Regions from separate parts of the Zea mays genome. Here all the other regions are linked to region 2. The links are chromatin contacts, called in public Hi-C maps. All regions are on one chromosome and are shown on one strand. The core of a region is the stretch at or near the end of the contact, and the rest is flanking DNA. Distances in the headings are between cores, read along the strand shown.

The links. A called contact is a pair of places that touch in the nucleus more often than the background predicts.
Region 1: a Hi-C map of leaf shows a contact between it and region 2, with 4 times the contacts expected there. The contact joins the enhancer-like site here to the promoter of LOC100285274 in region 2. A contact is called at or near these places in 3 of 25 Hi-C or Micro-C datasets (ear, endosperm and leaf).
Region 3: a contact with region 2 is called in a Hi-C map of leaf, with 7 times the contacts expected there. The contact joins the promoter of LOC100276701 here to the promoter of LOC100285274 in region 2. A contact is called at or near these places in 4 of 25 Hi-C or Micro-C datasets (bundle sheath, ear, leaf and 1 more).

Annotation. Positions count from the first base shown.
Region 1 is chr8:24,121,079-24,125,254 of Zm-B73-REFERENCE-NAM-5.0, reverse strand. No RefSeq gene overlaps it. Among protein-coding and RNA genes, the nearest start is that of LOC111590012, 4.0 kb to the right of the region's middle. Within about 2 kb of position 2,209, at least 18 of the 20 cell types and tissues checked have an H3K27ac peak or open chromatin away from gene starts, as enhancers often do. A contact at or near this core is called in ear, endosperm and leaf, where this site is marked.
Region 2 is chr8:24,266,017-24,270,577 of Zm-B73-REFERENCE-NAM-5.0, reverse strand. It overlaps LOC100285274 (peroxidase 68), which reads right to left and starts at 1,716. Exons shown (of 3, transcript NM_001158167.2): 1 at 1,382-1,716; 2 at 1,060-1,254; 3 at 247-955. The coding sequence starts at 1,636. The coding sequence ends at 377.
Region 3 is chr8:24,400,658-24,404,888 of Zm-B73-REFERENCE-NAM-5.0, reverse strand. It overlaps LOC100276701, which reads right to left and starts at 2,629. Exons shown (of 2, transcript NM_001150426.2): 1 at 2,401-2,629; 2 at 1,934-2,315. The coding sequence starts at 2,464. The coding sequence ends at 2,173.

The DNA of each region.
Region 1 (4,176 bases), core at 960-3,459, 150 kb after region 2:
CCGGACTGTCCGGTAAGCCAACGGCGCCAGCGGCAACGGTCGTCCGCGCGATCAGCGCGCGACACGTGGCTCGCTCCAACTGTCGGCTGGGTGCACCGGACTGTCCGTTGTGCACCAGACAGTGTCCGGTGCACCAACCAGCCCTGAGGAGCAACGGTCGATTGCGCCCAATATGGAAGGAGATCGCACACCGGACATGAACAGTGGTTGTCCGGTGCACCACTTGACAGAAGGCAAGGATGGCCTTCCAAATTGATCTTCAACGGCTCCTAGCTGCCTTGGAGCTATAAAAGAGACCCCTAGGCGCATGGAGCAGGATACTAAGCTTACAAGAAACATCCTAAGGCACCTAGACTTTGCACTCACGCAATCGGATCATAGTTCTTGAGATTTGAGCACTTCGAGTTGTAAACTCCTCGCGCTATGGTTGTGTGCTCACTTCTTCTCTTGTGTGCGTGGTTGTGCTGCGGATTTGAGTCTTGTGTGCATTGCTCTCCCATCCTTACTCTTGTGCTTTCTTTGTGATCATAACTTTGTAAGGGCGAGAGGCTCCAAATTGTGGAGATTCCTCGCAAACGGGAAAATACTCTAAAGGAAAAGATCGTGGTATTCAAGTTGATCATCGGATCACTTGAAAGGGGTTGAGTGCAACCATCGTCCATTGGGACGCCACAACGTGAAAGTAGGCAAGTGTTACTTGGTCGAACCACGGGATAAAAATCGTGTGTCTCTTGTGTTGCTTTCTCTGTGATTGTTGTGTTCACAAGAACTCGCTCCAAAGCTACTTAGTCGCACTAACACTTTAATAACCAAGTTTGTGGCTATTTAGTGTTTGATTTTACAAGAATACATATTCACCCCCCTCTAGGTGTTCTCAAATTCATCCATCATTAGTTTAACTCATATGTCATAGACACCACACATATATATAGCGTGTTCATCAATGGTACGTAAATGATATACATATAGTTTTGTTTTTGCTGAAATGTGATAGCTCGTTTAGCTCGCGAGCTAGCTCGTTAACAAACCGAACTGGCTTACTAACGAACCGAGCTAGATTATCAGCTCAGCTCGTGAAAAGAAAAATCAAATGACCTGATTCAATCAAGCTCATCCCGAATCGAACGAGCCGACGAGCCACGGGCATTTTGTCCAGCCCTATATATTTTAGTGTATTGTAAAAGTTATGGGAAAACCCAAAGGCTGTTGTTAGCTGGATACTTAGTAGTAACTAGCTGGAGCGTTTGTCTCTGTAAAGGCTGGCTGGGGCTGGCACGTACAGACATGGACGTTTTACGACAATCGGCACGCAGCGGGGCAGCGACACTGCGCTATTTCTGCATGTCATGCAACTATGCAAGTACAGGAACGTACTGCTTTCAGATAGAGAGAGAGAGAGACCGTTAACGTCATTCTCTACTGGGATAAGTGACTGGTTCTTACGCTCCCACCGTCCCACGGTGAGGGTTAGTTTGGAAACCCTATTTTTTCCAATAAATTTTCATTTTTTAAGAGAAATTAATTTATTTTACCTTAGGAAAATAAAAATCTCTTGAGACTACTTTGGAAACTTTAAATCCTCTTTTGGATTGGAGAAGATTGAGGTATAAATAAACTAATTTCCTCTCCAATATCCTTAGGAAATTAGAGTTTTCAAAGTAGTCCTAATAGTATGTTTTTGTTTGGAAGGAACTCGCAGACAGTAGATAGATAGCATCGAGCCAAGGAGTCGAGTGCATAAGTGCAGCAAGCAGAAAGCATGAAGCTATATAAGCCATGCTTGTCGTCCTCCTTGGCCCAGTAGGGAGAGTGAAGGCAGCCCGAAATTTGCTCCGTGAAACACAGGCCCAAAAACAGAGGCCCGGTAGGCCTTTCAGAAGGCCTCCAAGCACCCTTTCGTCCTCTTCTTCGCGAAGAGCGAGCGAAGAGTGGACACGCCCATCCTTCCTTTTCGGCCGCTACTGCAGGCTGCAGCTGCAGCACTGCGTTCCCAAACAGCCAAACAGAAGAGGGGTGGCAGCAGGACGCAGCGCTGCCGCTGAACGTCTCCGTGCCAGCAGCCGATCCCGCGTCCGGGTCACGGACTCACGGATGGGGCGCCGAGCCGGCGGGTTCGACACATCGGCGCCGAGGGGGTCGGGGTCAGGGTCAGGCGCCCTGTTCCGGTCAATGCGGGATGTGACACCATCTGTCCTGCCTGCGCCTGTTCTGGACGGACGACGACGGCACTCAACTCAGCCGATGGCGATGATGGCCCCACCACATGATCCACCGCGCCTGTGCCGTGATTAACGGCGTCTCCAGCTTGTCGTTAGATTCGATGATGAACCCTAGTAGCTACCACTACCAGTACTCCTGTAGCAGCAGTAGCTGTAGTCCTGTTCCCGATCAGATCGTGACAGTATCCTATATTCGGAGAGAGGAGAAAAGAGGACAATAATACGGAGTGCATGCTCCCTGCTACTCGAGTTAGGTTTCTCTCTACCTATGTCTCTTTGGTACTTATGCTCTTTTCCAATTCTCTTTGGTACTTATGCTCTTTTCCAATTTCCACTGACTCAAGTTAGGTTTTTTTTTTGTCTTTTTGGAACTTGCTCTCTCGAGCAAGTTGATCCAACAGAAAAGTGAAAGGGATACAAACAAGGTTTTAGCTCAAGAAGGCAATTGCTCTGTTAATCTAGCCTCTCAAAGGCACTGTACGGGGGTATTTATAGGTGTCCGAGTGCCCAGCGTCATGGATTAAGGACGCATGTGCCCTCAGGCACCTAGGTCATCCCCGGAATATTCCAATAAAGTAGGGTTACAAACTGTCATTACATAAAAGCTTTCACAAACTGGGCCCGTAATGCCCTCGGCCGCGCGGGGCCTATTACAATAGGCCGAATTCTATGTGGGTCTTCGCGTTGGACGAGGCCGTGAGACGGAGCGACCTCGTCGTAGGTCTTCGTCTTGCAGCGTATTGGACGAAGGGTGGAAACTGCCGACCATTTAGCCTCCGTTGGTTCGGTGAGATTGACGAAGGCATCAAGTGAAGGATGGCGTCTTCGCGTTCGCCCCAACATACCTCTCTCTATCTTTTTTACATGCAGCTAGCTCCCTAGCTCACATGGCTGAGTGAAGAGTTGCAGCGCGGAGAAGCCGGCTTTTTAATCTGCACTCGAGGGATCAAGTCATCTAAAAGCGTGTGTTTTCTGTCCGAGTAGAGAAGTTCTTTTTTTAAAAAAAAAAGAAGAATATAAAGATAATAAATTAATAACTGGTCACAGAGCAGTTGGTACAGAGAGAGGCAGATAGATGGCAGTCAAGTTCCGCAAGCGAGCTGCTGCTGCTGCTGATGGCGCGACGTCGCGGTCGTCGCTGTGCGCAGTAGAGCACTGAGCATTCACATCACGGAATAAATAGCTTTGCCTGCCCGGCCGGCGGCCGCTCCGCTCGCGACTTGTCGTCGCATGTGTACTTCCCCGGCAGCGGTTCGCAGCATGGCGGTGCTGCAGACCTGCACGGCACTGTAGGTGCCTGCCTGTACCTACCGGAAGGCGGAAGTAGGGCAGAGAGATTAAGGGGTATTTGATTTATAGGGACTAATGTTTAGTCCCTTTATTTTATTTCTTTTTAGTGTATAAATTGCTAAATATAAAAACTAAAATAAAGTTTTAGTTTCTATATTTAGTAATTTTGGAACTAAAATAAAATAAAATCTAGGAACTAAACATTAGTCCTTATAAACCAAACACCCCTAATTATCCTAGGCGAAAATGGCTCCCATGCCATCGTAATCCACAGGAAAAAAAATCTTCGATTATGTCTGGACTCTGGACGCGGACAAGGGTGTAGGTGCAGTCAAAGCCTATTCGCCGCCCCCGGTCATGGCGTAGCCCGTGTAGGAGTAGTAGCTGCTGCCTGCGCCGGCCGACCTGTGCCGCTGCGCCACGCTGGACACTGCTGCAGCGGCTGCGGCTCCGAGAGACGACGACGGCCGGTCGCTGGCTGGGAGGCGCAGGCGGCGGCAGGGGCTCCGGGTCTTCCGAAAGGTCCCGGACGTTCTCGGCACGGGAGGGCTTTGTTTATACTGCCACTGATGCTTTTTCCATCGAAAGGTGCAATGCAATGCAATGGCCAATTGGCCATCAGGCCATGGCCTAGCTACCTAGCTCGTTGGCCATCGCCAGCCTGGTT
Region 2 (4,561 bases), core at 467-2,966:
CCAGTCTATGATTCGGCGCTCGGCGCGCAGCTGGCAGATATCTATCTCCATCTCCTGTCTGCATGATGCGTTATGCGTGCCCCAGTCACACGCTGTCCCAGGGTCCAGAAAAGCCTGCGCCTTGGCCCCCGCACGCTTTTCGATCGTGATGGAATCATGAGGGCGGTCGAAAATCCGGCGCAGGAACGGCCGTTTTTGCGATCCCCGCACGTCGTCTCCTTCGTCATTCGTGAACGCCAAGAACGAACCTCAAATCCATGCTTATCAATCATACTACGTACTCCTGCGAATCGAATCGAAGCAAGTGTACACCAGGAAAGTAACCCAATCCACTGATCTATGCAAATGGCGCGGCGCGCGCGGGCAGGCTGCACGATCAGTTCACTCGGCGGCAGTTGAGCCGGACCTCGGCGGCGGCCGCGCTCGCCGCGGGCGGGCCCAGGTTCCCCATCCTCACCATGGCGGCGGCGAAGTCGGCCGCGAAGGCCGTCCCGTTGGCGGCGTACGCGCGCACGAGCGCGTCCGTGGTGTTGCCCCCGTCTCCGCCGCTGCCGTACAGCGCCTGGTCCGAGCGAAGCAGCACGCGGCGCGCGACCAGGTCCCGGAAGTAGCCGTTGTCGAAGGCGTCGGGCGCCTGCGGCTCCAGCGGCGCCAGGTTGGCGTCGCCGCCCGTGTAGGGGCAGACGGCGCCCCGGAGGCCCGCCGCGAAGCTGGCGTCGGTGGTGGCGGTGTCGTTGTAGATGTGGGCGCGGAACACCGCGCAGCGGGCGCGCCCCACCGTGTGCGCGCCCGACAGCGCCGTCAGGTCCCGCGCGTCCAGGCCCTTGGCGCCGAACGCGGACAGCAGCGCCGGCAGCGACGCGTCCGGAGGCGGCAGGTTGGCGTTCGCCGCGCCCGCGCTCGCGTCCCGCGCGTCCCGCCGCCCCAGCGGCACCGCCCACCGCGGCCCGCCCAGCTGCACCTCGGCACACGGTCGGTCAGGCGGCGCATGCAGCTGTTTGTTTGTTTGTTTGTTTGTTTGGAAACGGAGCCGGAGAGAGGACGAGCAGGAACGCTGACCAGGTTGACGGCGTCGCGCGCTGCGAGGGCGAGGATGTCGGCGCAGGAGACGGTGGCCTTGCAGGACGCCTCCACCTGGGCCTTGATGGCGTCGATGACCTCGTACCCGCGCAGCGAGTTGGCGTTGGGCCCCGCGTTCTTCTCCCCGGTGAAGTTACCGGGCACGTCGTCCAGCAAGACGGAGGCGTCGCAGCCCTGCGATCCATATCCATCCACACGCACGGACACACGTCAGGAGAGGACCAGCACAAACCGACCGACCGACCGACAGGCGTGAAGCGAAGTGAGTGACCGCTCCACTCCCTCGCGCCCGTCGTCTTACATTGACGAAGCAGTCGTGGAAGAAGAGGCGGAGGAGGGACGCCCCCATGCGCGGCTCCGCCCGGACGGCGCGCGCCACGCCGCGGCGCACGATGGGCTGCAGCCCCGGGCACGTCGCGTCGTAGAACCCCGGCGACAGCGACGGCGACGGCTGCGCGCCGGCCGCGAGCGCGAGCGCCGCGACAACGGCCGCTGTGAGCCAGAGCGCTTGGAAGGGCAGCAAGGGCGAACATCCCATCGTCGCCCGCGCACCCATGGAGTGCGAGTGGAAGCGAAAGCGACAGCGTTAAATGAAGCGCTCACTCGCACGGGGACGGGGCGGTATATATGGTGGGCTGGGCCGCTGGGTCCTGGGTGGGCGCCCCGCCGCCGACGCCTGCCTGCAGCTCTGGCCTGCAGAGCGGGATGCAATTGCGTCACGGTGCCTGCATCTGCATGCGTCCTGGTCCTGCCGGCTGGCTGCATCTGCATGCGCCGCTCGTTATCCGCCGGTAGGGGGCAAGGGACGAGAGATGGGTTTGTTCGGCCAGTGTGTCGTGTCCTGACCCCGGCCAGCGTCCAGGCCTTGCTGACCGGCCAATCCGGCGGGCGCTGCGTGGCCGTGGACGGTAGCGTCCTCCAGGCTCCAGGTAGGTCACCGAGCGCGCACGGCGGTGCGGTGCCTATAGAGCGGGCTACAGGTGGTCGTGGAGTGGAGGCACGCACGACCAGTACTCAGTCTGCTGCCCTGCGCCGCGCGTCCGCGCCAATGGCAGGTCCCATGTCGCCCGTCGCCGGGCAGTTGGCACCAACCAAGAGCAAGTCGAGCATCAACCAGACATCACCATCACGCTGTCACGCACGCCGTGCAACGGTGCAATGCATGTCGCTGACGCTAGCAGTACCCAGTACGTGCAGCAGTGCTATCCAGCGGCGGGCATGTGCCATGTGCGGCCTAAGGGCACGCACAAGCACAGTCGTCCACGCACCAGAACTGTCTTCGTGGGTGGATGTGGATCGCAGGATCGGTTTGCCTCTTTTTTTTTCTCTCTCTCTCTCCACGGTCACGGCCGTTCATGTGCAGTGAGGTGTTGAATTCAGAAATCTCCGACCAACGGACACCTCGGTCCGTCCGTGTACATGTATGGATATCTTCTTCTGTACGTGTTGTGTGCGTGGGACAGTCTTCGTGTTCGTGGGTGGATGTGGATCGGATTACCTCTTTTTTCTCTCTCGTGTCCACGGTCACGGCCGTTCATGAGCAGTGAGGTGTTCAATTCAGAAATCTCCGACCAACTGACACCTCGGTCCGTCCGTGTACATGTATGGATATCTTCTTCTGTACGTGTTGTGTGCGTGGGACAGTGGGAACGGGGAGGCGTGGCATGTCACGTGCAATTAGTCTAACCAGCTATTCATATATATTCTCTCATTTCTAATTTATAATCCGTTTGAATTTTTTACATAATTTTTATCCGTTCGTCTTATTAAAAATCATAATTATTATTAACTTTTGATTTGGTATCATTTAGTATAGAATTTACTTTAAGAACGACTTTGAATTTTTCATTTTTCGTAAAATATAAATATGACGAGCCAGTTGAATTTGGTACAAAACAAATCAAACGAATTATAAATTGGAGCGAAGAGAGTATAATGGTAGATGATGCATACTACTGTGCTCCATTCTTACCTCCGGTGTTTGTTCCAAAGTCCATTCAGGCGGACGTCCGTGGTACTATCATTTGGAAGATTTGGGAGACTAGAAAATGTAGTGTTTAGTTGAGGAGTTAAGTAGAACGGAATCGTTCCATCCCTGATTTTAGGAACGGAGCCGTTCTGTTCTATGTTTGGTAAGCTGGAACGGAGCGGTTCTGTTTTTTGTTTGGTTGCAGAGGGAGGCGCGCGAGCTGGTGCGCACGGATGGGAGGGCGAGCTATGCGAGCGGGCTGGGAATAGAGCGGCTCCGTCCCATTGATTTTTTGGAGTTGGATGGTTTCGGATATGAGGAGAATATTCCCTAATTGGAGCCACTCCATTCTAGTTATTTTGTAACCAAACAACAACAAAACTGGGACAGAACGACTCCATTTTACTTGGCTCTTCAACCAAGTTTGGCAAAATTATTAATGCAAAACGATTAATTAAAGAAAAGAGTTGATACTGACGAGTGGTTGTATATGGTGCTATCGTCTAGTGGTTCAGGATATCTCTCTTTCAAGGAGGCAGCGGGGATTCGACTTCCCCTGGGGGTAGGGAGTATTATAAAAAGAGGTTAATCATAGATTATCAAAAAGCCTAGAAAAAATTCTTCCTGGGTCGATGCCCGAGCAGTTAATGGGGACGGACTGTAAATTCGTTGACAATATGTCTACGCTGGTTCAAATCCAGCTCGGCCTAAAAATATTAGGGCTTCGTGAATATGAACTAAATCTATTTTTATGGAAGAAAAAAGATGTATTATCTATAGAAATAAAGGATAAAGAGAAATGAGGAAATTGATTTGTAATCCATATCTCTCTGATTCTTTGTCTTACAAAGAAAAGACAAAGAAAAGAGCTTTTCTTATGGAAAAGCGGATTATCGTTTATTTTTAGGGATAAAAGATCGCAACATACTAGTTATGCCATTCTCACTATACCCGCATAGGATATGCGGGTATGTAGTATATGATTCGTCTATTTCTTAGAGCACGACAGGCCAATCGAATCTTCTATTTAAGAATAGGCGTGCTATACACCTCGTAGAGATTGTAGTTCAATTGGTCAGAGCACCGCCCTGTCAAGGCGGAAGCTGCGGGTTCGAGCCCTGTCAGTCCCGAACTAGGGTTCAATGAATGGACAAATTCATCTTTTCTTTTTTCATGAAAATTTTTGATGAGAAGGGGGGGCAGGAGGCAAGATCAAATATCTATGGCACACCCTTACTTCACTTTTATTGTTTTGCATTTCTCAGTAAAAGAGAGCAGTGCAGTATAGAATTTTTTTTGCACTACTTCCGGTTGATAAGGAAAGGCATACATATCATACGTGGATTAGTATAATTTAGGATACTACTCCATTTTTATGATGATACCACCCTCATCTTAACTTCCTATTTGAATCTTATGAAATCGAGTACTGTCGGGTACCGTAATTAGGGGTACCCCCAACGCTTCTAATCACGGCTGGTTAACACCCTCAGACCAACTGACGGGTGCGGT
Region 3 (4,231 bases), core at 1,380-3,879, 130 kb before region 2:
GATTAGAGGGAAGCTCTCCCTCAATCCCCCAATTTCATTGCCACCAAACCAGCTCCAAGAAAAGTTAATTTGGTGACTAGAGAAGCGGAGGGGATTTATGGGAAGGAAACTCCATTCTATTTAAAATTAAATAAACTATTCAAAGCTAAATAGCAAGGGGTTTCCTCCCATGGAACTCCTCCAATTCCTTTTCCAATTCCTTTGTCACCGAACCGACTCTAAAACATAAAAACAAAACGCGAATGAAATGTTACAGGTGCCAAAAACAAGGGCAACTAAGAAGATTTCATAAAAAATGAACAGATCTGTTGCGCAGAAAATTGCATAACTGATTTCTCGCAATAACATATTTATGGGCGCAATATAGTGCAAGGCATGCCCTACTCGCTATGATGTTGTGGATACATTGTGCGTGAGAAAGTAATCTCAATGATTTTGGACAAAATTTTGTGTGCTTGAAATTATCAGATATATATTGTAGCAGTTTTAGTAGAATAAAAGCATATCAAGAATAGTGCAGCCAGTTTCATACCAAGGTAAGGGCTAGTTTATAAAATTCAAACCCCACTCGTGATTGGAGGGAATTGAGGTGAAAATAACAGTAGAAACTAAACAGCCCCCTCTCAGATCTCGCGCACCACCACATATGGATACCTCTTTGCCAGACTGTTCAGTTAAATTTAAAGATGAAACGGTTGATGATAACCTTTTAAGTGATCGTACGTACAATATAAAATATAAAAGGTTTATATCACCAAGGAATCAGAAACTATTGACTTCTTGTATATAGATGTAAAATTTGACATCAGATTCTTGCAGTACTAAGTCAGCATTTTTTGTGATAGACAATGGAGCAAAGAATGAGGTGGTACTTCTAAATAAAACATGGGCGATGTTATTGCAGATATGAAATGAAGGTAGATAATATAAATGTTATGCCCAAAAATATAAGCATTGTGCCTTTGTTACACAAACATTTTGCAATTCAACAACTATTAATAGGATGTGCTACCCAACATCATTGTGTCATATTGGCCCTACTTGCTAAATGAAGCTAAGAAAACAAGGTGAATGAAGCTAACAAAACGAGGATCTTCGAAGTATCTAAATGAAAAACATTCTTTGTCCAAGATGAAAAACAAGATTTATTCTGTCCAGTAACTAAACAGAAAAAAACATTGTTGTACAATATAAGATCAACTCAATGAATCTATAAATTATGATTGCCTTTTACTTGGCAAAAGTTACTGATACTGAAAAATGTCGCATCCACTATCACAGAATTTGTTAAACACAAGCAAAGTATAGATAAAAGGACTTTCAGGGTAATATATGCTGCATAAATCTGCACCAATGGCTTCATGTGGAATGTTTGGAAAGAAAGAAACCACCGGACCTTTCAAAGTGAAAGCCTCTCATCAGGATCAGATGATGTTGCAGCACAGGCTAAAGAAGGCATCAATCAAAGGAAACGTAATTTTATTCAGACTTCTCCTGAACCCCCTTTTTCTTGTGTGCTCTGCACTACTTTTGAGCAATTGAGTTATAATTGTCTTGTTGTGGTTGGCCTTTGATCATCTGTGTGGCTCACACAGCCTGCCTGAATGCTACTTTTTCACCATTTCTCTCACCAAAAAAAAAACTAGACCTACTTGGAAACTTTGGAGGGGATCAGCAGGCAGTAGCTTCGAAGAATTAAACCTTATCTGAATCACCAATTCAATCAACACATTACCTCAATTCTTACTTGTAAACCTACCTAGCTCTATAGCATCTAGCCATCTACCATCTTATACAGACTACAGAAACATAATTAATACCTCAATTACAATTGACATAGCAACCCAAATCAGAGAACACAATGGCAAACAAAACAACACTGTGGTTCTTTCCTCGCAGAATTAATAAAAGGCAAAGCACCGCGGTCATGGATAATTAGCTAACAGAAGTGCAATAACATTAATCATCATAGGGAAACTATGTAGTAACAAATTTCAAGCCAGCAGTACCATGATCACGAGACAGGAAGAGAAGTATTATTACTGATTGATTCAAGCCAAAAGAGCACATACACGTAGCTGAAACATCAGAAACAAAAGAAAATATCTATCTCCCCTATGGAGAGCAACATTCCGAGAACCCTAACCGCCGAAGACAGGCCCTCGTCCACAATCAGGGCTTCGCGGCGGCGGTTGCAGGAGCGGGCTCGGCCGCCGCGGCAGCAGCCAACGCCGATTCGGCGGCGGCGAGGGCGGCGGTGGACTCCTTCTTGTGCTCGTAGTCGCGATAGGTGTTGATGGCCTTGGTGCAGATTACTGGGGAAGAGAAACGGGAGGCGTCACGCGGCGAAGCACACGGGAGGAGCGGGAACGCATGCACGAGATGTAGGGCTGAAGGTACCTCCGGCGCCGACGAAGTAGAGGAAGCGGAGGAGCGTGCTGGGGGCCTCGCCGGCGGAGGCCATGGGGTTGGGGAGATCGCCGGAGTCGGGATCGGGGGGCTCACTGACTGGGCTGCGTTCACCGGCTCTGTTTCACTGGGCTCTCCGGCTCTGGGCTGCCGGCTGCGTGGTCCAGGGGGCGACGGACGTGCTCTGATACATGTGGCCTTTGGACTCCTGATTGGCCGTGGCGAGCTGTGAAGTCAAGCGAAACAGGCCTTTATGGGCCTTAATAGAACTAATAAAAATAGTTGTCACTTTTCTACTAGTAAAATACTTCTAATTTTAATAAACTATAAATAAATTGTTCAACTTATCTTTATAATAATTAATTTGAAAATATAAATATTGATAAATAAATTTATAGCTTTAACTAAAATAAAAAAAATGATCGACATAAATATGATAGCGACAAACGGAGAGATTATATATAGGAGCTAGTAGAATCACATTTTTATTCACAGGTTAAGTGGTAGTGGCAGCAAAGTGAAAAGAAAAAATGGCTTCGCTGTCATAAGCTTGGTGAACCAAGATGTCACCTGATGTGTCACTAACACATGGCTGCCTCGAGGCTCACGTGTCAGTTGCTGGAGTTTGGCGTGGTGCCGTGGTAGGATGGTGGGACTTCATAGATAAACCCAAACAACCATCTCCATCATTTTATGTCTTCTTGAAAGGTAAATAAAGTTTAACTTTTTCCTATAAATAATTTTGGTGGTTTAATGCCCAACACAAATAATTGGACTAACTAGTTTGCTCTAGATTATATATTCTACAGGTGCTAAAGGTTCAACACAAATCAATAAAAAGATCAAGTTAGGGTTCAAAAAGAAAGGAGCAAAAAAAACCGAAGGGTGCCCTGGTCTGGCGCACCGGACACTGTCCGGTGCACCAGGACCGTACAGATGCGAACTCTTCACCTTCGAGTTTCTGTGGCCGCGCTCCGCTATAATTCACCGGACTGTCCGGTGCACCAAGCGGAGCAACGGCTAGCCAGCGCAACGGTCACCTGCTATGATACAGTGCGCGGACAGTTCACGCAGAAGTCAAAGCAGCCGCCAGAGGCGCACCGGACAGTGCATATTACATGTCCGGTGCGGCACCGGACTATCCGGTGCCACAAGAAGACAAAGCTCCAACGGTCGAAACCGCCCAAACCCTAAAGGTTGGGTGACGTGGCTGGCGCACCGGCCCATCGACAGCAGCCAACCCCAACGGTTGAATTGGTGGTTGAAGGCTATAAATACCCTCCAACCACCTCCACTCCAACCATCCAAGCATTCACAACAGTGCATTCAATACAAGAGCAATACACTTCACTCCAAAGACACAATTCAAGTGATCGATCCACTCAAAGTCCCAAATTCAACTCTAGCGCATTAGGACTTGTGAGAGGATTCTTTGTGTTCCTTGTTGCTCTTGTTTGCTTGGCTTGGCTTTCTTTTCTTTGTCACTTCTTACTCTCAAGTGCTTTGTAAGCGAGGTAAGAGACACCAATTGTGTGGTGATCCTTGCTGGGTCTAAGTGACCCTTGAGATTAAGGAAGAAGCCTCACTCGATCGAAGTGACCGTTTGAGAGAGAGAAAGGGTTGAAAGAGACCCGGTCTTTGTGACCACCTCAACGGGGACTAGGTTCTTTGGAACCGAACCTCGGTAAAATAAATCACCGTGTCATCCGCTTTACTTTCTTGGTTGATTTGTTTTCCCCTCTCTCTCGGACTCAGATTTTATTCTAACGCTAACCCCGGCTTATAGTGTGTTTGAAGTTGAAAATTTCAGTTTCCGCCTATC